Regions from separate parts of the Anas platyrhynchos genome. Here regions 1 and 2 are each linked to region 3. Evidence: chromatin contacts called from public Hi-C data. All regions are on one chromosome and are shown on one strand. The core of a region is the stretch at or near the end of the contact, and the rest is flanking DNA. Distances in the headings are between cores, read along the strand shown. Region 1 overlaps ABLIM1 (actin binding LIM protein 1). Region 2 overlaps ABLIM1 (actin binding LIM protein 1). Region 3 holds the start of ABLIM1 (actin binding LIM protein 1).

Region 1 (4,528 bases), core at 1,889-4,388, 150 kb before region 3:
TCTTCACTCACCAGGTATAACGTACCATAAACCAATTTAACTCTAGGTAAATAGGTAGTTATACTAATGTGTAATGTTTTTACCACAGTTTGTTAATGAGCTGCAAATAGGTCTGGATATTTTTAATCCCACGTAAATTACTATAGATACTTTCACAGACTCCAGATGTTGCCCTATAGACTATGTTGTTCAGCAGTAGGTGAAACTTCATGAACTTATCCAGGTGATATAACCAGAAAGGATGGCAGTTCTCTGGGACATGCTTTGTGGTTTGACAGCTGCAGCATGAACACTTTTGACGTACTAGCTGTTTTTTTAGGTTGTTGCTGAAATGCACTGAAGAACTAGCACTTATCTCAAGCTTAGGACTGGAGATCTGTAATTTTGGTAATTTTTCTGCATTATAATACATGTAACAAATCTGTATGCCTTACATTTTCACCTATATAATCTTAAGGTTATCTACAAAATGAGTGATTCAGTATTAAGTGCAGGTAACAGAAAAGAAAGTCTGCCCTCTGTGTCTGCTGCTTCTTCCAAACATAACCTTTGTCTTTGATCCCCTCATAATGGACTCTCTCACTAACTTGCCTTCCTGTCATTTTCTTCCTTAGCTGTTATCTTCCAGTTCTCCCTTGGATATTGTGCAGGTTGTCTGGAGCATGTTTTACATGAGGACAAAGGCTATACGGACTCTTAAATGCATGCAAGTTCTTGGAAGTGTAGGTTATATGCACTGAAATACAGCACGTCTGAGAAGGCTGAGCTGTTCTGTTATTCTTCCATGCACAGCTGATTTCATACTCTGCCTCCTTAGATCCGAACTACTAGGTGACTTCTTCTGACCCTGGAAACTCCTCTGCCAAGAAAAAAAGGGCACTGACAATACTGAAGTATTGTGGTAAATACTAAAATTGGTATTAGAAGAGGAGAAAAAAAAATTTCCTTTGAAATTTTTGAGCAAACTTTCTGTGAATGTATTTCCAACTGCAGTTTCTAAGATCTGGTCAGGCAGCTGACCTGTCTGCCTTCTGTCCATCTTCATATCACCAAGTGGCTTCAGGAGATTTACTGAATCTTTATGTGGCCTGGAAAAAGCCTGTTGTGATATAAACTATCCCTGTAATGGTGCTGAGAATTTTAACAATTTAATCACTGAAATGAAGGCATTAGCATCAGTATAGATATGATTTATTTGAGCATGAAGTATTTCGTATTCAAGGAGCTCATTCATCAGGAGAAATACTTACATAGATAGTGTGGCCTGGTGAGCCAGGTATACTGGAACCTGGTCTGGAATAAATACTTTCTGATGATGTTCTCGTAGGCTGAAAAACAAACAGGAACTTTTCAGAGCCAATGGAAGCAATTAACATTTGTAACGTTGGTTTTAAGTGAAGAAATCTGCACACATCTTGAAATTAACTGCATTTTTTGGGGAAAAAAAAAAAAAAGTCAAGACAAATGCAAGCATTCTGGCATATTTCAATCTTATGAGGCAGGTGTGGGCTTTTTTTTTTTTCAGGGGAAGGAGTGTTGTGAGAGAGGAATGAGGTTTTCTAAATCATACAGTGTAAAAGACCGACAACAATAATGAAGAAAACCAAACGACACCTGCCAGAGACACTGCAAGGAGCCATATAACATACAGTTCAGGATAGTCCTGCTGGTCACTTTATCAAAACGTTAGTTCACAAACAGCTGGAGATTATAAGCAGCCATTGGTTCAGCAGCCAAAATTGTTGAGAGAAGCACAGCACACGTCATTGCTTTCCAGATGTTCAGTCACTGGATTTCCATTATGAATATGAAATTGAATTCGGCCCTTCTCAGTAGAAAGACCAGAAATCCTTGGCTTGGAGCTGTTCCCTGCATCTGCAGCACAACTGAGATGCAACCTGAAAGCTAAACTGTTGGTTGAAATTTCATGGTTCCCCAACACTGCAAAACTGATGTTTAGTGACAACGTCCTGCAAACCAAAATTCAGGAGAACAGCTGCACCCCTGCAGAGTGAGTGCTGTCACACATCTAGCAAGTATCTAGTGAGTATCTAACAGTACACTAGTACTGAACAGACACTGATTCCCTACAGGAAGTTTTGTGAGAGGAGACAAAATAACTTGGCATTGAGATGTGGGGATCCTGAAAACCTGACAAATTTGAAAACCATTTATTTGATCGAAAGTCACTCAGGTTATTGGGGCAATAACTTAAATATAGCATACATGCAGCAGACAAAGGTAATAAAAGATCCCACTTCCACTAGAGAAGCCATTTTTGTTCCTTAATTGACTGTGAAGAACTAACTCCAATCATAAAGTAATGCATCAGCAGATGACTCTGAGCACACTAGTGCAGTAGGTTATTTCAAAGTCACCACAAATTAAGCCTTCTTAAGCAGTCCTTATCTCTCATCTGTTTGTGAAAATGTACTAAGGGAACTTCCAGTCACATACTGATGAGAAACAAGGCTAAACAGCTTGGTTCACTGATTTTTCTTAGGAAATATTTGGAGTGAGCAAGGCTACTGGACATTTCTCATCCTTGAAACACTCTCAGACTCTTTCTACCTTTAATTTCATAGCCAGAAAAGCTACTGGAAGCATCCTTATAAAAGTGCTGAAGACTAGTTGGGGATCATACCGCAGGAGTTCTCTGACTGCCTCTGTGGAAATGAAATCACCATATGCAGGGAGGGTCAAAGGAATAAAGGGCTTTGAACACATTCCACCAAAAAACGTGAAGATCCAGATCAAACAGAGCAGATGTGGCTATGGAATGACATGGTCACCAATCCCCTCAGGAATACATCTGAGAATGCCTTCTCAGCCAGACCTCTCTATGTTCCTCTCTTTTTCCCTCTGTAGCTGCAAATTCCTATATCCCAAAAGGGAGCACAGAAATTTCTCAGCTGTCTTTTAGCTCCTTCCATGATGAAATCAAAGGAAAAACAAAACAAAACAGTCCCCCCCCCCACACACACACTTGTTTGATGGAAATGTTACAAGACTAAAGCTGGCTATTGCTGAGAAACACTTCATCCCCTTTTCATTTCGCCATTTCACGCCGCTGAGTGAAGACACATGTAACGTGCTGCTGCAGTTGCTATGGAAAACCACTGTTTTCATTACAACACAGGGAACACCATTAAGCACTTGAGGTACTGTTAGGGGCGTCTCTGTTACCTTTCACTTTTGGCAGACATGCTTTAAGAGTTTTGTCTGATTAATTTTCCCTCTTGCAGGAAAACAAGCATGAGAGCCAGTTATGACTTCTTCTAAACTGGCACATCTTCTAGGTTGCTTTTCCCTCTGGTTCTTTGTAATCTCTTTAGAAAATCAGATTTTTTCAGCCCTTGCTTCAACTATCAGTCCCACCTCTTAGTGTAACTGCTAAAATCTTCTTCAGTAAAGAAAAATTCCCTTGTGCTTATCACTTCAGTGAGTTTATTGAATACAGTCAGATACCCTAAGATGACAGTTTCAGCAATGCCCTGCTAACAATTCTCTTATCTGCTCTTAATTCAGGAGTACAGGAGCAGTTGTCAGATGGACTGGCAAGCCATAGCACCTGTTCTTCATTTCCTCTCCGTGCTTCTGCTCCAAGTTCCTCATTACTATCCCATTAACATGGCCATGAGCCAGATATGACACTCTCTAAAACCAGTTTTTTATTTTCTGTAACAGTTCCTGTGCACTCCAATTTGACGTGGAGTGTCTCAGGAATTCCACGTTCCCCAGGCAGGATGCCACCCTACCTGAGCACACATGGGTTATCTGCTGAGCAGCTGAATGCAAGCAGACCTTCTACTCTGCGCTTCCTCCATCAGCTCCCAGTCCTGTATCTTGACTGATTTTACAACATACCCTTGAACAGAGTGCACGGAAGAGGACTTCTGCATCTACTTTCGCTCTTGCTGCCTCACTTTGCCCTACTTGTTTTGAATTACACAGGCTGTTTCCATTGCAGATGGCTATTCTCTGTAGACTCTGCTGTTTCCCATATGGTCTGGAATCCTTCACAGATTTGCACCTTCCCCTAAAGACAACTGCTCTGCATTTAAGAACATTTCTGCTCTTTGCCTTAAGAAACCTACACTGAAGATCCCTTCATATAAACTGTTCGTCTTGAGTAGTTTTAGGCTATTAGACAACTATAGCAACCTAGAGGCCTATAATAACTCCTGACTGAAAACCTGTGACTGGGTATGGCTTCTATTACATTGTACATTATGTTTTCATTATCAGTTGAGAAACCCTGCCTCTGTAGCACTACTTTACTACTTAAACAGGTGGCAAGAGAAACATTCGATGATGAATTCTCTTCTGATATAACCGGTGTTAAATCCCATCCTAGAGAAGAGCTGGATCAGAGCACAAGTTAAAACTGGACCAGTGGCAAACCCTGACCTTCACTGGAGATATCACATGAGCATTTTTTGAACACATACAGATAAGGAAATGAGAGGAAACCTCCTTTAATATGAATGCATTCCTCTAGTGGTATTTCATTCCATCACAACAAACC
Region 2 (4,753 bases), core at 753-3,252, 170 kb before region 3:
TGTATGGGAATTCACATCAGTTGTCTACAGTTAGTATCTGTGTGATCAGTTCAAATGTCCTTTTGCAAAACCTCCTCTCCTCACTCCTATTCAACAGCTATAAATACCCAGACACCTGGAGGTCTCACCAGAAGAACTACACTTTGTGGATAACACCTGGATTGGAAACAACCCTCCCTACCTGTTTTTGCACCTACTTTACTTATCAGTACCTCTTAGTCTACATCACTTACATCATTTCTTTAGCATACCTATGGCTGCAAGGGAGGGAGGACCTGGCCAGTGGTCCGTCTCAATCTTTGGTATCTCGTTGGGTGCTGGTGCGTGAGCTGCTGGGAACTTGGAGGACTTGATGATATCCTCGGAGGACTTGCTCTGTGCTGCCAAAGCAGCTGCATCTAGATGGCAATCAGGGAACTTAGCTATGTAGTTATCTTTATCAATATAAATCTCTTCCATATTTTGGCAAAATTTTATACTTTACAAGAAGGCCATTTTCAAAACTATGCATTTTCATGTTTTGCCTTTCTAATTGTAATTGGAAGCAACATAATGATTTCCTCTTGCCAACATATTGGAATCAAGTCTTCTCATCCCGCATCCCTACCCCCAAAATAACCCCAAGTCAACTTGGGATTTCAATAGGGTTTCAGAGCGTTAGAATGATAGGCAAGAGTGAGAAAATTTAAGCCAACAGTATTTGCCAATATCTCCTAAGGACAGCTGATTAATAATGAAGATGAAACCAGATTTATGCACTGGTTTGTCTTCCCTCTAGGGTAAGAAAACAAATAGTTGAGAAAGACAGCATTAATTTTAACTGTACTGATTCTAATTATTTACTATGTTTCTGTGACAAGCTGCAAAACAAACATAAAAAAAAAATCTGAAACAAATATGTTTATTTAACCACTGTATCCTTTCTGCTGCATGTACTTGCTTATTAGCATGCAGTAGCAGTAAAAAAGAGATGCAAATTTATTTATTAACTACTAAACTCCATTTAGATCAACTTGGCAGGGAAAGGCACTTGCAAAGAAATGAACCTCACCATTAACATATCTTAGCAGTGGCACATGCATTTAAGATTCCGGCCTAAGCCAAAGTCACTTAAAAGCATGTGAGGATGTGCATTATGGATTTCACTTCTTGATGTTAAATGTATATATACATATATATATATACACACATATATATATACATACATATATATATATAAAATCAATAGGATTTAGTTTGCATTTAAAGCATTCTTAACTACCTCTTATCCATGAACTGTTAGTCCAAATCACCTTTCTCTTATATGAAGCTAATATATCAGAATAAATAATTCTGGATTTTTTCCCCCCTTTTTCTTTTTAAAGGGAAAGATATCTGTTATAAAAATGAAGCACGTTGTTACTCATCCAACACACTCAGAGTAGTTTAGGAAAATCAGTATTACATATCATTGGGAATTCTGAAAATTTTATGATTGGGAAGCTAAGCATAATTACAGGTATGGAGAAATCTGGTCAGAGTTTACAAAAGCATGACTTCAAACAGTACTTACGTATTAGAATTGGTGATGTCAGTGGTTAAACATTCACATGTTAATGGAAGATGAGGAGATACATTAAAACCATAAAAATAAACAAAAGTAATGTTAAGACTTCTAAAATGAGCACGTGATTTGAAAACTTAAAAAAGAAAGAGGAAAGAAACCTGATGTAAAACTTCAGCAGTTTACAATGCTCATTCCTGCCTACAGAATGGATTTCCTAGGCTTTCTTAATCATCTCAGCTCAACAGCTCTCAGCTAACTGTTCATCTGAACCCTGTAGTACTGTTAATTTGCTACTTAAATAAGTTTCATTGGGCAAAGGGTCTGCAAAGGGATGCAGAGTCTTTAAAAACTAGAGCCATCTGTCTTTCACCACATCACACAGAAATCTCCTATTTAAAGTTTTCTGTTCACAGAAGAAGGGAATAGAAAACACATTCAAGGTCCCTTGCTCTGCAGTGTTACAGAACAGCAAGGCAGTTGGCTTCTGCCATCACTGTTATTGCAGACTTGCTAAAAAAACATCTACTCTGAAAAGATAAGAATACTAATGCTGTTGTCCAACTCAGAATCCAAACACTGGAACAGCAAATACACTGCACTACCAGAGCTGTTTCCTAGGGCTTGAGAATCAAATGAGTACTGTCAATGACAAGTCGCCTATATTATTTTCAGTATTTAAAGATTCCTGTTTGAAGCCACAATACATTTGGAGTTCCAGTCTGATAGTAACATCCCCATCACTGCTGTTGAAATAAATTGTACTTTGTCTGTTTAAAATAAACATAATCCATGAAGTTCCTGTCAGAAAACACACTGTTGTTAATACATTTTTCCACCACCAAAACCTGTATTCTGAAAACATGAAATTAAAGAAGTAAAATACAGAAAGGCATCACAACACTATAAAGACAGCAAAATCCCAGTTAATGGCAATTTTGCCATTAATATCAACGTGGCCAAGATTTAAGCCATATGATCCAAATGAAACAACATGCGTTAAAACAATCACTCAGCAGGACATGCAATAAAAGCTGTTTCAGGCTTGGACTACTGATTTTTGATGCTTGCAGCATAAACACTGAATACTTCTCACTATCCTGCATGCATTTCAATTGACAATCCAGTTCTGAAACAAAAAGAGAAAGATCATTTACCATGTTGTTTGTAGATTGGAGGTTTTCTGTAAATGTTGACACCTTGATCTGTGAAATTGAGAAAGAGAAAAATGTTGATATGAGAACTACTTCAGTTATAGTTGAAGTTAACCCCAACACTAAAACAGCAGACAGACCAAATCAAGGATGTAGCACAAGAAAAAGCCAGTATTACACAGAATCAGATTATTTGAAGAAAAGAAAACATAAGAACAAGTGACAAGTCAAAGACATGTGGTATGAAGTCCTTTGGAGCTGATTCTGTAACATGTGGATGCATCCAAATCATGACCAATTTACTTCAAATATTCAGAAGATTATCAGTGTCACAGACATTAGGAAATGCAAACAAGCAAGAGATTTCCATGGTGAAGATACAAGCTATTTGGGGAAACTACCCCAAATAACTTCTTGTGGAAAATTGTGCTTCAGTAGTAACAGCTCAATTTTCTTTCCAGCTGACTGGCTGGATTGAGAAGAGGATAATGCAGCGAGCCTACAATTCACTTTAAAACCCAGAGAACAAAATAGCTGCCTCACACACTCTTTTGAACAGTCAACAGCTAGATTTCACTGAGTCAGTGCTAAGGGATACACTGCTAATCCTCAAACCACAAGGATAGACTTTTTAAAATATATATTTATTTTTTATTTAAGGACCACCACATTGCACATTGCAATGTAAATCAGGAAAAAGCCACTTCCTGGAACCCTAATGGAGTAAATCTACTGCATGTCTAAAGATAAAATATTGTTGCAAATAGTGATCCAAGGCAGAAACTGCATTTTTCTAAAGTACCCACCCACCTCAAACCAACACTTCATGTATTACAAATACGAGATCCCATTAAAGTGCTACAAATACACAGATCCCATTAAGCTGTTACAGGAGAGAACCTCTGGCATTAAGGAAAACCAAGTAGAAATCTACCGAAATTAAGGTAAAACTTACTCTACGGAACCCTTCCTTGGCTAAGTAGGCCAATTCCTTGCACACAAAGACACTGCGGTATTTCATTCGTGTTCATGATCTGTTAGGGCTACTTGAACAGCAAATGGGTATAGCTATTAAAGGGCAGTCACGCAGTACTTTTGTGCAAGCCTGAGCTAGGAAGTCGTAAGGGGGCTGTGAAAACGGCTCCTGGGGGGCTGCCCTGTGCCAGGTGAGCAGGACAGCTCTCCCACCACACTGGGGACTGTTTACTCGGCTGGGTAAGTCATGCAAAGGCACTTTAACTTGCACAAGTAAAAGCAGCCAGGTTAGCTTAGGCAGTAAAAACAGCCCACCTGGGCCAAGCCAGGTCATACTGTCTGAAGGGAAGCTCACATCAGTGGTTCATCTGCCTGGTCTGAGGTCAGGAGGCCCAGCAGTAACCTCTGCAGTGCAAAGGGACACTAGATGGAAGGGGACCTGAAGAATAACTGGATATAAGGCTGTCAGCTAGCACTGATGCAGTCAGTGTGTGTCCACAACCCTAGGGACACACATCCTTTCCTATCAAACTGCAAGACAGGTGATCTCAGAGGCTGCAGCTCACATCTAAACAGATATTGCCCTTTATAGAGAGTGCATCCTGATGCACACATGTCCTTGCAGATCTGCAGGGCTCTGTGAGGACACCATGCCACTGCACAAAATAAGTGAAATATCCTCATTTGGATTTTATTATTATAAAATAATAATAAAAAAAGGAACAATAAACTGGTTCAAGACTGAAACAAGTCCCAACCATGACTATACATATAATGGCTCACTGGTCACTGGGAATCGCAACCAACTCCTCCAAAATTAGCAGAATGATGCTGGTGCAACTGAGAGAAAGATCAAGCCCTACATAGCTTACATCCAGCTCACGGGCCACTAGCAGACCCTGAAAAACATGGTATTCTAACAGTGAAACACCTGACCAACAGAACAGAGAAAAATCACCACAAACCCCCCATTTCTGAAGGCACTGCTCCTCCCAGGAAGCCGAGGAGCAGGCAGTCCCAAACCCTGCGTGCGCACACCATGGCAAACAGCGTGAAACAATGGAGACAAGACAGGAGTTAC
Region 3 (4,516 bases), core at 1,417-3,916:
GCAAGTAGACAGCTCCAGACCTGATGCATTCAGAATAATAATGATCACCTTTTGGACAGCTAACACTACATAAAATATTAACAGTCAACATTCGCTGAACACTCAGACCCTAACGATACCGAGGTTTTAATGAGACTCCTTATGCATGAGGTAATCTGCCAGCATGAAGCAAAGGGTCCTGATCCAACACTCAGACAAAGCCCTGATCCCATAAATACATATTTCTTATCTGAGCTACATGCTCAGGAGTAACCTCATTAAGATCCATCATGCCACATTAAGTGTCTACAAGTAAGCTCATACATAACATTTTATCAGTTGTAACGTTTAGAACAGTTGACAATAAAAATGTTCTGTACCGCCTCACACACAAACAGCCTTTGGTCAGCACCAAGCAACTCTACTATGTACTCCTACAGACATGTTTATTTTCCAACTAAGTCCATCTGTTAACATTGAAAAGCAGAAATCAATAGAAATTAATGTCTTAATCTCTTTTATGAATATTATTTGTTGCATCTCTAAACTCCTGTGAGGTCCCTGTCCCTCCAATTAATTGCTCTGAAAAAACCTGGATGGCATGGGAAAGGCTGAGAAAGAATTCCCCCTTCATCTCCAGGCAGCTCTCCAGCAGAACCAAGCAGGCATCAAACATCCGTGCCGTGCCGATGAAATATGAAAGAGGGATGGTGGGGGGAGAAAATGGGAATTGGACCAGTGGAAATGTTCCCTGGCTACCCTTTCTGTACATTTCAGGTTTGGTGGAGCAAAACATCTGCAGAGCTGAAATTGCAAGGTATTTCCATTCCTTCCCCAACTCCAGGTAGCCCTGTGAAGACGGCCATCTAATGCATGTCATAAAGCTTTGCTGAGACCAGGGCTTTCCCACCCAGGTACTAAAGCAGCCTTAGCACAGCACTGATGCTAACACAATTAGCACTCTTCCAGAAATGGATCCTTCGGAGACTGATGCAGACCATGGCTTCCTACAGCAAGAACTCCACAGAGCCACAAGGAATTGCGCTGACCCACCACCATTTATTATTTATACCTGGGATGGGTGCGACGCTGTGGGAACATGGAGCCAGGCACACTGCGCTGACAACCCTACAGCAGTCGCACGCTGCCGTCCATGTGCGCGAGGCTCATTCGGACAGCGGGAGGAATCCAGGCAAACCAAAGCGCTGGTGCACGTCGGGCGGTGTGTAGTGCGTGAAGACGCAGAGAAATAAGGGGATGCACAAGCAGGGCGTATCCCTGCATCCAGGGGCTTGTTCACACGCGATATGTAATTTTCACAAAGTGTTTTTTTTTTTCAATGCAGAGACAACCGGGGAGTGGTTTTACTGGTTATTACCGCGCAGATAATTTTCTTTAAGGGGAAAAAAAAATAAAAAAATAAAAAAGAGAGAGATGCTTACCGGTATTTCAGCTTTGTTATGACAGCGTTCAGAACATGTTTAACTTTACGCCTCCGGTTCCTCCGAGGGCAGCGCCCCGCGCCCCGCACCTGCAGCCCCGTTCCCAGCCCCAGCGCCCGCAAGGGGGCTCGGCACCCTCGGGCCCCCCACCCCGGCACCCGGCGCCCCCTCCCCGAGCCCCTTCGCCGCAGGGCTCCTCGGTGATCCCCCAAACCCCCCGGTCCCCCCTCGCCCCCCGCAGACCCACCTCTGGCGGACATGGCCGGGCCGTGCCGGGCCGTGCCGAGCCGGGCGGGGCCGCGGCGCTCTCCGCGCTGCGTGCGCCTGTGCGGCTCGGCTGGGCTCGGCTCGCCTTGGATCGGATTGGATCGAGTGGGATCGCCTGGGATCGGGCTGCCGAGGGCAGGGCGGCGGCTGCGGGGCGGAGCGGGGCGGGCGCAGCGCTGCGGGCCCGGAGGGGCAGCGGGCGCCCCCCCGGCGGGGGCCGGGAGCTCCCCGACACGGCGAACCCGACCTCAGCGCCCCGGGAGGCTGCGGGGAAGGGCAGGCGACGGGAACCGCAGGGCTGCGGCCGAATTGAGCCGCGAGAGGTGGCTCCGCTCAGGGTCGGCACGGCCAGCAAGCAGGACCCGGGGTGCTGCGGCAGCCGGCACGGCGGTGGCACGGGGGCTGAGTCACGCTCCTCCTGCTCTGCTGTGCCACACGCAGCGCAGCTGCCTCCCAGCAGCAAGCCCACACGGTTTTCCTACGAAAGAAACGCAGCCGGAGATCCAGGAGAGGTGGCGGTGCTCGCATCCCTGCCCGCGGCTGCGTGGCGCGGTCCCCACCGCAGTGCCGGGGCGCAGCCGGCTGGTGGCTGCTTGGCAGCGCCCTGGTGTGCTCGCCCCGCTGCCAGCCGGGCAGCGAGGTATATATGTGCATGTAAAATGTGTGTGTGTACGTGTATGTGTAAGGGAGCAGAGCAGCAGCACAAGGGCGAGCACACACGTGTCCTCTCATCAGGTGATGTAGGCGCAGACAATGCGCCGGCACAGCTGTTCCTCCCATATCGCACTCAGCCAGCAATGACTTGTGGTCATACACACCTCTGTTTGCCATGCATCGCCCCACTGTCACCTGCAGCTCATACTCATTAGGTCGTTCTGTCTTCTTGCCCCTTGTTTCTGAATCCTGCGGCAGCAATGAAATAAATCGCAGGTTCGCCTCTTTCCCAGCTCCTGTAGTTGCTCAGCGAACGTTCACTCAAAAAAAGTTCCCTTCCCCATCTTCTTTTCTGAAATGAGTAACGTTTTCCACTTGGAAACAACTCAGGTTTTCTTTCTTGTACCAAAAGAGCCAAGGTTTTCCTCAGTAATATAACAGCATTTTGTGTTTTTAATTGAGTCATTTCCTATGCACTTCCTTCAACGAATTTCTGACTAGCATTATCAAGGGTTCTCCTGTGTGATGCTTAATAGATGGCTTTAAAAAAAAAAAAGGTTCAGGAACATGCAGAAATTAGCTTTTTAATGAAGAATTTCCTTTCTTTATGCTGCTAGGAAGTGAAAGGAGAAAGGCATTTGTACCTTGGTTTTCTATAGAACACAAAGAATTTATTCCACTTAGTGTGCAACACCTCTAAGGCTGAGCAGTTCAACAGACATGTTGATCAGAGAAAGTTAGAATGGATCAGATACAGAATCCATTTATTAAAATTAGCCATTTAGTTGGGTTTCCTAAGTAATTGAGGGTGATAGAGTTTCATTTTTCTGTCTGTCCAGCAAATCCCCTTCAAGAACTTCAAGTCCCAGATATGGAAAATTTCTATTAAAGCTGACTAAAAGGTAGAACTCAGAAAGAGTTCAACAACTTTACAAGTTTTGTAGTAATTAGGACTTGCAAAGAGAAATTAAAATGAAGAAAAGCTGCAGTGGGAACTCAAGAGTTATCAGTTCTGGAAGCCATGCCTTCATTAGCCACAAGTACCAGCCAGGCAATCTGCATGTATGCAGCTGAATCAGCTTCTGCAACGGCTGTCTCCTGTCCTGCCAATATTTAGGGAATGTGGAAGGGAGCTGAAGAGAAAGGAGAGGGTGGGAAAGGGCGGTACAGAGAGGAGGGAAGACCTCAAACAAGATCCAGACAAGATGGGCAAGCCAATCCAAGAGTTTGCTACTGCTGCTTCTGCAAGCGGTTGTCACGTACTCTCCTGTGCACTGTGTTTTTCCTACTCTCCCCAACACATGTGCTCCTGCTCCCCTTGCTGGTCTCACCCCTATCAAACAACTTTAGCTCATTAATCACCAAGGAATTGCTCAATTCCTTGTGCTGGTGAGTTTTCTGCCAGGAAAAGGAAACAAAAAGATAGCCAAAAATGAAAACCTAAGGCTCAGATAAACACTGGAGCTTACAGAAGACAAGTGCAGAACTGCATGGCCAGCAAGAGGTGAAGAACAGGTGAGCATTAGAGGGAAAAGAGATGGTCTTTTTGAGCAGCAGCAAGCTGTTGAGCTGTTCAGTTGACTGAGCCATTTCCTGACCACTTAAGAAGTCCATTAGGAGCAGTGATTGACATTGCTTTATTTCAGGCACCTAGCTGAGGTTTCTGAATTAGCCAGCTGAGAAGCAGGATCCTACCTGCTACTTTTTTGTATTGACTATACAGACAGCTTAAGCTTCTAACTCAAATTAGACAGAAAAACAAACAAACACAAACACACACACACTAATGACAGTGTTTTTTAAAGGTATTTGGGCTTTGAGAGATGCAAACAGGCACCTGGGGATTTTTTAGAGATTTTTACAAAGTACTTCGACCAATTTTAGCAGCCAGGTGTTTTCAAATCCCCTATTGGTATATTCAGATGCTTAAATGCCCTTGAAGAGCTATGTTTTTTAAGGTCACAGAGAAAATTATGTCAGAGTAAAGAACAGAACCTGCATCTTTCCAGAAAAGCCCTCTAAATATTGGACTGTATTCTCTGTACAACATACCTTGCTGTCACTTGTGAATATATTCACCTGTGTGAATACATAAAAGATTCTGTTTTTCTATCCATTAAGTAAACAGGTTTTAGACAAACTGAAAACTCTTAAAAGAATGATGATGTCCAGCT

What was found. Hi-C and Micro-C count contacts between places; a contact is called where the count stands out from the background.
Region 1: a contact with region 3 is called in a Hi-C map of subcutaneous adipose tissue, with 2.7 times the contacts expected there. The contact joins the enhancer-like site here to the promoter of ABLIM1 in region 3. A contact is called at or near these places in 2 of 8 Hi-C or Micro-C datasets (small yellow follicle and subcutaneous adipose tissue).
Region 2: a Hi-C map of liver shows a contact between it and region 3, with 1.8 times the contacts expected there. The contact joins the enhancer-like site here to the promoter of ABLIM1 in region 3.

What each region holds. Positions count from the first base shown.
Region 1 is chr6:33,002,808-33,007,335 of IASCAAS_PekinDuck_T2T, forward strand. It overlaps ABLIM1 (actin binding LIM protein 1), which reads right to left. Exons shown (of 23, transcript XM_072039808.1): 11 at 1,251-1,328. Among named protein-coding and RNA genes, the nearest start is that of AFAP1L2, 52 kb to the left of the region's middle. Within about 2 kb of position 3,139, at least 1 of the 8 cell types and tissues checked has an H3K27ac peak or open chromatin away from gene starts, as enhancers often do. A contact at or near this core is called in subcutaneous adipose tissue, where this site is marked.
Region 2 is chr6:32,980,444-32,985,196 of IASCAAS_PekinDuck_T2T, forward strand. It overlaps ABLIM1 (actin binding LIM protein 1), which reads right to left. Exons shown (of 23, transcript XM_072039808.1): 17 at 2,701-2,748; 18 at 252-398. Among named protein-coding and RNA genes, the nearest start is that of AFAP1L2, 29 kb to the left of the region's middle. Within about 2 kb of position 2,003, at least 2 of the 8 cell types and tissues checked have an H3K27ac peak or open chromatin away from gene starts, as enhancers often do.
Region 3 is chr6:33,151,084-33,155,599 of IASCAAS_PekinDuck_T2T, forward strand. ABLIM1 (actin binding LIM protein 1) reads right to left here and starts at 2,667. Exons shown (of 23, transcript XM_072039808.1): 1 at 2,507-2,667. The coding sequence starts at 2,519.